Linked DNA regions of Neogale vison: region 2 is linked to region 1. The links are chromatin contacts, called in public Hi-C maps. All regions are on one chromosome and are shown on one strand. The core of a region is the stretch at or near the end of the contact, and the rest is flanking DNA. Distances in the headings are between cores, read along the strand shown. Region 1 has its middle 45 kb from the start of AZIN1. Region 2 holds the start of KLF10 (Krueppel-like factor 10).

Region 1 (5,584 bases), core at 2,124-4,623:
TTGGGGTCAACGGATCATAAGGGAAAATGTAAGTGTGAGAACAGTCATGATCCCATGGAGACAGAAACAAAGGGTTTCTGATTATCTAGAATACTGCCAGTGTTCTAGACACCAAGGAGCAAGCAATGAGTAAAATAAGGCCTCAGCATTCACAAAGCTGACAATATTGTATTTTTAAATTTTTAAGAAGATTTTATTTATTTAGGGGCACCTGGGTGGCTCAGTGGGTTAAAGCCCCTGCCTCTGGCTCAGGTCATGATACCAGAGTACTGGAATAGAGCCCTGCATCAGGCTCTCTGCTCGCAGGGGAGCCTGCTTCCTCCTCTCTCTCTGCCTGCCTCTCTGCCTACTCGTGATCTCTCTCTGTCAAATAAATAAATTAAATCTTAAAAAAATTTTTTTAATTTATTTGACAGAGTAAGAGAGCATAAGCAGGGGGAGCAGTAGAGGGAGAGGGAGAAGCAGGCTCCCCGACCCTGGGATCATGACCTGAGCCACCCAGGCGCCCCTGTATTTTTTATTCTATAAAGCATAAACTCACACAAATTTGTTGATATGAAGCACTGGGAGGTTAGACACTAAAACTCTTAACAGTGTTCGTTTCCAGATACAGGCACACCGATTTTTTTCCTCCCATTTCCACATTTTCCTGCAATGTCCAGGACTCGCTTTTGAATTTTTTTTTTTTCCTTTGAAAAAGAATGATGATTTTTAAGTTGCCAGTAGTTTCTACTGATCAGACTCCAACAGCCCTCAGCAGCTGAGGCCGCTCGTCGCTGTAAGGACAGACGGGGTCCGCGTGCAATTACGAGGCCGGACCAGCAGGGGGAGCAGCGCCCGCGGGGCTCGGGGCGGGGCCGTGGCGGCGCTTTTCTCCCCAGCAACACCGGCCGGTGCGCAGCTCGAGAAGCGCGGCCTGCGGCTTCCCCGGCGGGGCCTCCCCCGCCCCGCCCCCGCCCCCGCCCGCTGAGCGGCCCGCTGGGGCGGCGGCCTCGCTGCTGAGGCCTCGCCCGCGCCTCGCCCTGTGGGCCGGGGCCGACTGGGGCGCGGCGGGCGGGGTCCGGCCCCTGCAGACGCGCCCCGCGCCGGGCGGGAGGGAGAGCGGGGGAAGGGGGGGACGCGCAGGGCCCCGCCCGCTGCGGCCTCTCCCCTCCCCCGGTCGCTCCCGCCCCCGCCTCGGCGGGGTCGACCGGGCAGCGGCTGACTCGCACTTTGGATCCGACTGGGGAGACGTGACCGGCGAGACGCGGGCCGCGCCGGGAACAGGCGTGGGGGCGGGAGGGGGAGGCCGGGTTTCTGCGCACCTGGCGGCCGCTCCGGGTGGGAAGGGCAGCGGCCGCCCCCCTCCCCCGGCGGCGGCTTCCCAGAGGAGGGGGAAGGGAAGTGGGCTCCTCCCAGGCGCTCGGGGGCCCGGCGCTGGGCTCGGGCGTGTGTGCGCGCGCACCGAGACGGTGCCTCCTGTGTGCCCCGCCGCGGCGCGGGCCGCCCTGCAGCCGGGGGAGGGGTGGCCTGGGAGTGCGGCCGGGTTACCGCTCCCATCCGCACTGGGTGGTCAGGCCTGCCTCTGCGACGCGGCGGGGGAGAGAACTTAGGGAGTCCGATCCAGACACAGTGGTTTCCCAGTGAGTGAGACTTCTGTCCAGCCTCAAGTTCCTAATCTGTAAAACGTAGCTTTCACACCGGGAATTTGGTGACACTCCCAAGGAGAGGTGCTGGGAGAATCCCAAGGGAGAACTGTCCATACCTAAAGGCAAGAAAGTGCCATCTAGGGGCGCCTCTCCCTCTGCTGTATTTCTCGAGACCGTGGGCAGTCTCTAGCTTGCCCTGATTTTGTCCAGGAAAGCCCTTGGCAATAAACACTGGTTACCTTCGTAGAGTTTCCTCTAACATGATGGGGATTCAAAGAAAGAAGAATGCACAGCATTTCAAGGACACTCTCCCCTTGGGTTTAATGTCCAATCTCTAGGATTAAGTGTGGCTTCTCTAAGGTTCTGGTTGCAAGGCTTAAGATAAAAAACACAAAATCCTAGGATATTAGAGCCAAAAGGCAGGGAGGCATTGCCCACTGCTTTTAACTGTTGGTCTTTCCAATTCCAACCCCCGCCCTGCCTCGATGTGACCGCTTCACCAAGTTACTGAATGTCTCTAAGCCTCAGTTTTCTCATCTGTCAAATGGGAGCAACGCTGCTGGTGGTGACAGGGTCAGGTGCCCAGGACGCATCTCCACCTTTCACAGACTCTCATGAGTCCTTTAGGCAACACTGTCATTTGTCAGGAAATTCTTCCTATAGTTCTGAATCCTCCCTGGGCTCAAGGCCATATTTCTTCTTCCTAGTCAGTCCAGGAAGGTTGGCTTGTTAATCCACGTCATTTCCCTTGCAGCAGGGAAGCCACTGCCAAGTTCTTCAGCCTGACCTTCCTAAGGCCTCAGATATGGCTTCAAGGTCCTCCTCCAAAGCCCTGGATTAGGGAGGTGGCAGTGGACAGACAGGGAAGGAGCTGTAAGGCAAAGATTTGGAGATTTCTCCTAAATTTGTGAAAGTCACTAGCAAAACACCTCCATTTTGCAGGTAAAAGAGGACCTGGAGGCCAGGTCCCCAATCTGTCCTAGCGCAGCCCTTCTCCACTTCTGAGGGCCAGGGATGCAGGAGCTGGTGCCGTCTCCACCGAGGCCCCCTGCCAGGCACGTGCAGTCCGTGGGAAATGCCTGTAGTTCTCACCGACTCCTGTTCTCCTGCCGGTGGGGCTTATGGTGGCTATCACTGGCTTGAAAGGCCAGTTGGCTCTTGGGAAGCAAACAGAAGCCTCACCCTCCCTTCCTGTTGGAAACTTTGGCCTCTGCTACACAGTGGATGCCTGGGAAACACATTTCAGCTCCAGCCTCAGGGAGTCCAACTGCTCCTGGAGATCTGCCAAGGCCGTGCTCAGGGTTTGCTGGAGTTAGAGAGTCTGAAGGCCAGGAGGCCCCACTCTGAGTGTGGGCCTGACCTGGACGCACACAGCGGTGACATCTGCATCAGGGCTGCTCATCCCTGGCAGCCCAGTGAAAGGATGCTGATGCCTGGGCTCCACCCCAGGCCGAAGAAGTCAGATTTAAGGGAGGGGGCCCACGCACCAAAATTTGTGTTTTGTAAAGCACCCCCAAGTAATTCTGCCCTGCTGCTGGGGTTGAGAAACCCTGAGGGAGACCTAAATAGATAATGAACAAAGGACAGAGGAGGAAAGTACTTGAAATCTGAACAAAAGAGGATTTGCATTAGACACCGACTAATAAAAGCCATCCAAGGCAGGGAGGCTCCTGCAGCTGTGACAGCAGGACTGCGGAATTCTTGGAAGGAATCCATCTGTCTGGGAACTGGCATGACGCAGTGCCCTGGGGCAGAGGGCGGAACCCTGTGGCTCCAGGTCCCTCTGGGCCACTGTGCCTGCTTCTGAGATCCACATCTGTCTGCTAGGCCAAGCTGCAGCTGCTCTTGGGAGCCTCAGCTTTTCCCGTCCAACTAGATTGCTTGCCATTCCCAGAACTCACCTCACTCTTCCCGCCTCTAGGTTTTGGTTCCAGGCATTTGTTTCTGTCTGGAATGTCCTTTCCGCATCTGTTCAAACCATTCCTCTTTAAGGTCCCTACCTTAAAGATGCCTAATGCCAGCTCCCCCAGGACCTCTGTATGTGCTTGTTACCCTTGTCCTCCTTCTGCACAAGGTGTGCCCCGTCTTTGCTTCCCTGGCCGGCTTGTATCTGCAGCGTGAGGACCAATAGACTCTTCTGGGCCTCCTCTTCCCCCACCTGTCTCTGGGGATGGGGAGCACCTGGGATAGAAGAGTCTCACGTATTTCTTGAATGCTAAAGAATTCGTCCCTGTTCCAGGACAGGGTGGACAGTCACGCAGAGAAATTCTCTCTGCTCATGCGCCTTCCTGAAGCTCTCTGGTCCCTCTGTTGCATCTCTGAGAGCACAGGGCCTTGTGGTTAGCCAGCAGTGACAGGAAAACGCCGGGGCCAGGCCTTGACCCAGCACGTGGGAGCTACAGCAGGGCAGAGGCCGCTAGAGAGGGGGGGCGGGTACCAAGAGTAAACCGGGACTGCGGGCGTCCTGGCCCTGGAAGCTGGTGCGGTCTCTTCCCAGACACACCGCAAGTCTTAAAGGGAGGGGGAAGAGCCCCGCGACCTCGGGAGCCCCCGAGGCCAGCGCTGGCGTCTGGGACCCGTCCTCTCCCGATAGCTGGGCGCGTGGGCGTGTGCGACACGGCCCGGGTCGGGGGAGCCTCCCGCGGCCCTCACCCCCACCTCACCCCGGCGGCGGCCCGCGAGGCACAGCACGACTGTGAAAGGGGGGCGGGTAGGGCCCTGACGCGGCGCGCCGGCTGCTGGGGGGCGGGGACTGGTTCCCTCCCCCGTGGCCTGTCGTCGGCCCCGCGCTTCAGGCGACCCCGGCAGCTGCCAGCCGGCCCCAGCGCCCCCTCCGCGGCCGCCTTCTTGGGGTTTTCCGGCTGCGTGCGCCTCAGACGACCTCGGCCGCCGCCCGCCAAGGGCCTCTCCCCTCCCCCACCCCCCAGCCTCCCGGGCGGAGCGGCAGGACTTTGTGATGAGTCAGCGGGAGCCCGGGAGCCTCCGGCCGCCCCGGGCATCTGCTCCGGTGACGCACCGTGACTCACGGGCGCCCGGGCCACCGCAGCCGCCGCCGCCGAGCGCGCCGCACAGCCCCCCGCCGCGGCCGGGCGCCCCCGGGCCGGCTGCCCCGCGCCTCCCCTCCCCTCCCCGCCCCCCGCTCCCGCCCGCTCTCCCCTGGCCCGGCTCCAAGCTGACATCAGACGCTGGCCGCCCGGCCACCCTCTGAGTCAACAGTTTCCGAAGCGGAGCCCGCTGCCAGGGGCGGAGAAAGCGCTGCCTCCGGGGGAGGCGGTGGGGGGGGGGAGCGGCCCGGGTCTGGCAGCCGCGGGAGGGCGGAGGTGGGTGGGGACGCGCGCCGCTCTTTACAAGAAGTCACGGTGGGGTGGGGGGGTAGGGGCGAAAGAGGGTGAAAACCACCCTGCGGTGCTGCGGGGGCGGGGAGGAAGCCTGCCGCCCCGGAGCCACGTGCTGAAGCCGGCGCTGGGTGGGTGGCGGCCGGCCCCCAGCCGCTCCCGGAAGGGGGGCTTGCTGAGAAAGGCCGCCGGGCAACTTGCGGGGGTGGGGGGGACCCCCGGGTGGACACCCTCGGCCCCGGGGCACGGTGTATCTTAAGTAGGAGGGCCAGTTCCCTTCGATGGGGGCAGCTCTGGCCCAGCCTGAAGAAATGCACTGCTTTAACTTAATCTCCTCCCCTGACCGCGGTGGGATGGAGTGGAGGCTGCAGACCACCGCCCCCCCTCCCCACCCCGCACTCTTCAGAGGGGATGTAGGCCCCAGAGTTTCCAGAACCTCAGTAAGTAGAGGGTGGGTGGCGGCTGAGTGAAGGCGTTGGTGGTAGGAGGATGGAAGGACGCTGCATAAAAAGAGGAAAGAAATAGTTTAAGAGCAGGTGATTTCTTACGACCTGAGAATTTAGGCCGAAGCCTCCTGAAGGCAGAAGATGGGCTTTTTGCAGGCAGTAATGAGACACGTGA
Region 2 (5,819 bases), core at 2,133-4,632, 120 kb after region 1:
ACTTCTTGCAATAAGATGTGGTATGTGCTCCATGCCCAGCATGGAGTGTGGACAGAGTGCTGTGGGAACAGAGGACAGTGGATTCACCTTGAAGTTATCAAGGAAGGCTTCAACAAGGTGGCAGTAGAGCAGAGGAAACCAAAGGAGCCTTTCAGAGTTAAGATATACATTTTTTCCAAGACACCAGGGCTTCTGTTACACTTTAAAGAAAATCTGTATTTCACACTGTGGCCTATAATTTCCTCAGTAATCTGGCTCCTCCTGCCTCGCTCTCCAACCCTGCCCTCCCCCATCTCCCACTTCCCCTAGCACCCTCCAAACTTCTAGCCACACTGCATCACAGAGCAAACTCCTTCCTGGTAGGACCCTGTGATAGCTGTTGCCTCTACTCAGGCACATTGTTCCTGAATCTGCCTCTCCTCTCAGTAGGTTTTTAGTCCCTTCTGCAAAACAAGATTCTCTTATCTCCTAAATCAAACCATAGTCATAATCACAACCATTGCGATTCTATGTGTTATAGTTAACTTCACCTTCATAAGTGATTTAATAATATATATAGAGAGACAGACGGACAGAGAGACCTGTCTTTGTCTTCCCGTCTAGGCTTTTTGAGAGCAGGGACCTGGACTTTTTTGTTCCTTCCAGTCGTCTGGGTACCTGGGTACCTGGTAGGTGTTCAGTAAATACCTGTTGAACGGACTGGATAAATGAGCAACACAGTATTTACTGAATGAGGACATGGCTTAGAGATGTGGAATTGTACCATATGTTTGAGGAACAGCAAGCCATTTGCTATGGCTTTGGGCAAGGGTATGTCTGGGTGGGAGAGGAGGTTGGAAGGGTGGGGAGACCGTACAGCTCTGAATGGAACAGCCTCTTATCTCCTAGGCAACAGGAGTCACAGATCCTTTTTTTAAGGAGGGAGTGTCATGATTGGATCGTGACTTTCAAAACACCACTCTAGTGGCTGTATGGAGAGTTTGGGCACTAAAAATCAGCTGGGGTGGAGTTGGAGTTTGGGTGGGGAGACTGCAGATTATTTAATCCAAGGGAGAGTTGATACTGAGTGACCAAGAGTTACAATCGAAGGACAGAAATGAAAAGTGAGGAAAAAGATATTTTAGAGGCAAAACTGTTGGGATCTAAGGACCAACGGGATCCAGGACTTTGAGGGAGAAGGTGAAGGCCAGATGGGAGATGATGAATCCATACAGGAAGGAACAGAAATGATTTTAGTTTTGGTAATGTTGAGTCTGAGGTGCCTGAGAACATCTTTCTCTGAATCTCTAGGAATTGTGCCACCACCACACTGTTCCTCCTACCCCTTTTCTCTTTTCTTTCCTGTTTTGAATCACTCCCACAAGCCATGAATGCTCCCTGCTTCTCAGCGTGCTAGGACATCATGCCAGCAGGCCCCACATTCCTGAAGAAGGGACTGGGTCCAGACCTGAGGGCTGGCTGGATGTGGCCACCCGAGGGGGCGGCTCCCTCACAGGAAGGAAGGCTGGCCTGTGGAGGGGGTGGCTCCCCGACAGGAAGGAAGGCTGGCCTGCTGGTTGGGCACAGAGGGGAGCTTCCACTACTGCAGCAGGTGCCCAGGGCCAGCTGCTCCAACCCCTCAGGCTCACATCAACAGGATGGGACAGCCCAGGCGGAAGGAAGCCTACAGGAAGGGACACCCCTGCAGACAGAGTTGGGGCATGGAGTGGAGGGGAGACAGGAAGAGCTGCCTGGGCTGCTGAGCTGGCGCCCCTCCAGCTGATTCAGGAGAGGCAGTGACAGAAGGCCATTCCATCCCCAGCCCTGGTCAGCTGTTATTATTACTGGTGTTGTTGGCTATCCTGGGCCTTGGCTAAGCCAGAAAGAAACACTGGAAGACGTTCATGGATTTGCCGGGTTCTAAAATGATTCCCTTCCTATGCTCATTCTGTGGTCATTGGGAAAGAAAGGTCACTTGCCTTAGCCTTTCAGTTAACGCGGAGAGACAAGACGGCTTGAGGAGGGACAGTGATTTGTGCCACGTGTTCAGCCTGTCCAAAGGAGATAAAATCTCCAGTTTGCTTTCAGCTGGGTTATCACTGCCCACCTCTCCCAACAACAGCTGCTGTGAACGGGCACGCAACGGCCAGAAGAGAACGAAAACAGACACGGGCTCCAAATCTGAGGCGCTGGCTCTCCTCCGACCCCCCAGGGAGTCAGAGATGGGGTGGTGGGGTAGAGGGGGTGTGGGTGGCGCCTTAGAGGGGGCGGTGTGCCTTTGACCAGGCGGGCATCCCCGCAGCAACCCCAACTCCAGGCGCGCTTGGGCGCGGGGCGGGCGCCGGGCAACCCTAGGAGACCCTTCCCGACGAGCAGTTTCCAGGCAGGCGCTTCCGGAGGCCTTGGCCCGGAGTGGGGATGGGGTCTACCTTTGAAACAGCCGGCAGACTGCAATTTAAAGTTTGCATCGAGCTCAAAACTCGATTCCGCAGCCGATCGTCCGCGCAACAGAAGGAAAAGAACTAGGGTCTATAGCCTCTCATCACCCCATTGGTCCAGTTCTCAAGGCTTCCTGCAGTCCCCACACCATTTTCTCGGCGGCCTGGAGGAAGGATGGGCGGGGAGGGCAGGGGCGGGCACTGCTGCCTGCAACGCAGAAGGGGAGGGCGAGTCCGCTCCGGTGGCCGGGGCGTGGGCGGGGGGCCCCCCCACAGAAGCAGGTGTCGGCTCAATGACAGGGCTCACCGCCCTGCCCTCCCCGCCTCCGTGCTCCCCACAGCTCAGCGAGGCAAAACCCAGTAAATGCTCGAGAAATGCAGCTCAGTCGGTCAGCGGGCTCTGCTTTCTTGCCAGACGCCTAAGAGGACGGCGCTTCCAAATGCAAATCTCTTGGCTCGGGCGCCTTGGCTAGCAGCCGCCGCCTCCCCCGCCCGGCTGCCCGGCGTCCCGCGCGGCGGGACAAGATGGGGCCCCGAGGAGAGGGGACGGGGCGGAGCGGGCATCCCTCCCCACCTCCCACGTGGGGCCGGCCCTCCGCAGGGCCTGGGCGCGCCGCCGCCGCGCCTCCGGGCTAGGCCCCCGCTCGCGGCACCGCCCCCTAGGCCGGAGCGGAGGACGGCAGGGGAGGGTGGGCGAGGGGTGGGGGGTGTCACTGAGTCAGGTGGCGTTGGGAGTTCCCTCGGGCTGGGCCGAGGGAACACGCTGCCGGGGATTGTGTACACGCTCCACTGACACAAGCTTCACGCTGCCGGGCAGCCGCTGATCACGCGTGGCCCCGGGAGCTCATTGGCCGACGCCTCACACACCTTTGTCGATGATTGGCCGGCCGCAGGCTCCGCCCCCACCCCCGCCCGCGGCGCGGGGCAGGCGGAGAGGCTACCTGAATGGGGAGGGGGCAGACGGCGCGGAGCGCGGCGGCGGCGGGAGCGGCGTCGAGTGTCTCCGGGCGTCCGTCTGTGGCCAAGCAGCAGAGCAGCCAGTCAGCTCGCGGCCGGCGGCCAGGCAGCCAACCATGCTCAACTTCGGCGCTTCTCTCCAGCAGGCTGCGGTAAGTCACCTGGGGATGCCCCAGTCCTTCCCTTCCTCGCTGCGTCTGAGGGGCCAGCCGGGGCACTAGCCCCGAGCCCTTGACATCAGCGGCGTCTGCTGCAGCGGAGTCCTGGGGGAGGAAGGGGCTTTCTGCCTGCACACTGGGTATTGGTGAGGGCGTGTGTGTCACGGAGTGGGTCAGGACAGGCGGATTGGGATCTACAGCCGAAGGGACCGGGGTCTTACTCAAGGTGTCATGAGGGGAAGGGGTAGCTCCGCTGGGAGACTTGAGGCAGTTGAGGGGGAGGATAACTGAAAGGGTGCGAGGAGGGGGCTGCTGCCCGGGCAGCGAGGACAGGGGAAGGTGTGGAAAGGGAAGGGGGGTGACAAGGGGGCTACCCTGCACCTGGCACCCGGGAGAGATGCCGCCGTCTGGATCAGGAATGCGACCCAGGGCGGGAGGGGGCTCCTTACTGGCATTTGAGGGGCGGGGTGTCCACAGGAGAGGAGAGGGGGCTGCCCCTTTCGGGGGTCTGAGCCGAGGCTTGTGGTACTGGGGCTGCTCAGCAGACAGCCGGGGCCGGGGGGAGGGGGCTCCCGGCGTGGGGGCGGAGGAGTGGCACGTGGGCCCCGGACCACCCGGGGGGACGAGGAGGTGCGCCCCCAGACGTCGGCTGGGGACTCCCCATCCCCCGCGGGAGCAAGTGGCCGCCTTCTGAGGACCCCCTCGGAGGGGGTAGGGAGATGCCTTGGGGATAGGAGGGTGGAAAGCGGGAGCCAGCAGCGGGGCGGGGGATGTGGGCGGGGGGAGCCGGGGCCGCGAGACGCGGGGGCCGCGTGTCGAGGCGGGAGCCGCGGGCCGTGGGGCCGCGCGTCTGGAGCCGGAGCCTGTGGGGGCTGCACGTCTGGGAACCCGTGGAGACTCGGCGGGCGGAGATGGAGCTGCCGGAAACCGCGGGGAGGGGGCGCAGCGTCTGCGGGAAAGACGGGGTGGTCTGAGGTCCTGCGGGCGGCGTGGGCGGGAAGCGCCGAGGGCTCGGCCGGATCCCCGGGGGCTGCGGCCGGGAGGAGGGCGGGGGCCGGGTTTCCGCGGGGACCCGGCTCCTCCTCTGGCAGCTGAGGCGGAGGCCGGGGGATGGGCCGGGAGCGGGTGCGCCCAGGGAGCTTCTCGTCCCGGAGTGACCCAGCCCCGGCCTCCGCCAGGGGCGGCAACGAGGCCCAGCCCCGCTGTCGGTTCCTAAGGGAACGGCGGATCTCCGGGAGCGGGGAGGGGCGGGCGCTCCCGGAGCCGGCGCCCGCGGCCCCGCCCCTCCCCGCGGGCTCGGGCGCGCACTGCCGGGCGGTTGGCGGCGGTGCCCGCGGCCCCTCCCCCGGGCCGGCGCGAGGGCGGGGGCCCGCGGGCTCAGGAAGTAGGTGAAAGGTGACGGCGCGGCAATTCCCAGTTCACGTTTCCTGCGCGGCCGGGAGCAGCCGCTGATCACGCTTTGTTCACATGCCTCGCCCCCTCCTCCCCCGCGCCCCCCGCCCTTCACGGTCCAGCCAATCCGGGCCCGAGCCGCCGGGCAGGCTGGCCAATGGCGGGGGCAGGGGCGCGGGGACGTGCGAGCGGCGAGGAATGTTCCCAGTGACTCACCCGCGAGCCTCATTGAGGTTAGGGCGGCCCCATCCGTCTGTCCCCGCCAGCGAGGATCTCCCCCGCCGTCCGCCCCCGCCCCTCGTCTGCCTCCCCCGCCCGTCCCTCCACCCGTTCTTCCCTTTCCTGCCTCGCGCCCCACTCCCTTTCCTCCCCTCCCCGCTTCTCTTCCTGCCCTTCCCAGCTCACACTCCCCTTCCCTGCTGGCCTGCCTTTTCTTTTCTTTCTTTTTTTTTTTTTTTGCATTGGCGTCTTGGGGCTTTTACACATACAGGCGCTGTCCGTTGCAGCTTACGTAAAGGGGCGCGCGATTATGCAATAGCCTTACTAGTGAAATTTCGAGAGCTGTGGCTCCTTTTCTGAGGATTTCAACATGAAGGGTGTATGCATTTTTTTTTTTTTAAACAAGCATTGAGAATAATACCTTGCAGCGTAAAGAATGCTTTTCGGTATTTTTACACGATCTCTACTTAGACCAAAAGAATGGGATCACATTAATGGATGATGGGAGGTGGTGGGTGGTACCATTTTTTTTTTTTTTTAAAGAGCAGTTCAAGGAACTTTAATATGAAGCATTAAACATTTGATAGAGGGAGCAATACAAATAAATGCCAAGCATGTGCTGTCATTCTTGTCATCAGTAATTTTAAAAATTAAAATACATTCAATTGGACTATTG

What was found. Hi-C and Micro-C count contacts between places; a contact is called where the count stands out from the background.
Region 2: a contact with region 1 is called in a Hi-C map of tongue, with 10 times the contacts expected there. The contact joins the promoter of KLF10 here to the enhancer-like site in region 1. A contact is called at or near these places in 3 of 3 Hi-C or Micro-C datasets (fibroblasts, muscle and tongue).

What each region holds. Positions count from the first base shown.
Region 1 is chr4:34,774,903-34,780,486 of ASM_NN_V1, forward strand. No RefSeq gene overlaps it. Among named protein-coding and RNA genes, the nearest start is that of AZIN1, 45 kb to the left of the region's middle. Within about 2 kb of position 3,374, the one cell type or tissue checked has open chromatin away from gene starts, as enhancers often do. A contact at or near this core is called in fibroblasts, where this site is marked.
Region 2 is chr4:34,897,980-34,903,798 of ASM_NN_V1, forward strand. KLF10 (Krueppel-like factor 10) reads left to right here and starts at 3,383. Exons shown (of 4, transcript XM_044245180.1): 1 at 3,383-3,526. The coding sequence starts at 3,491.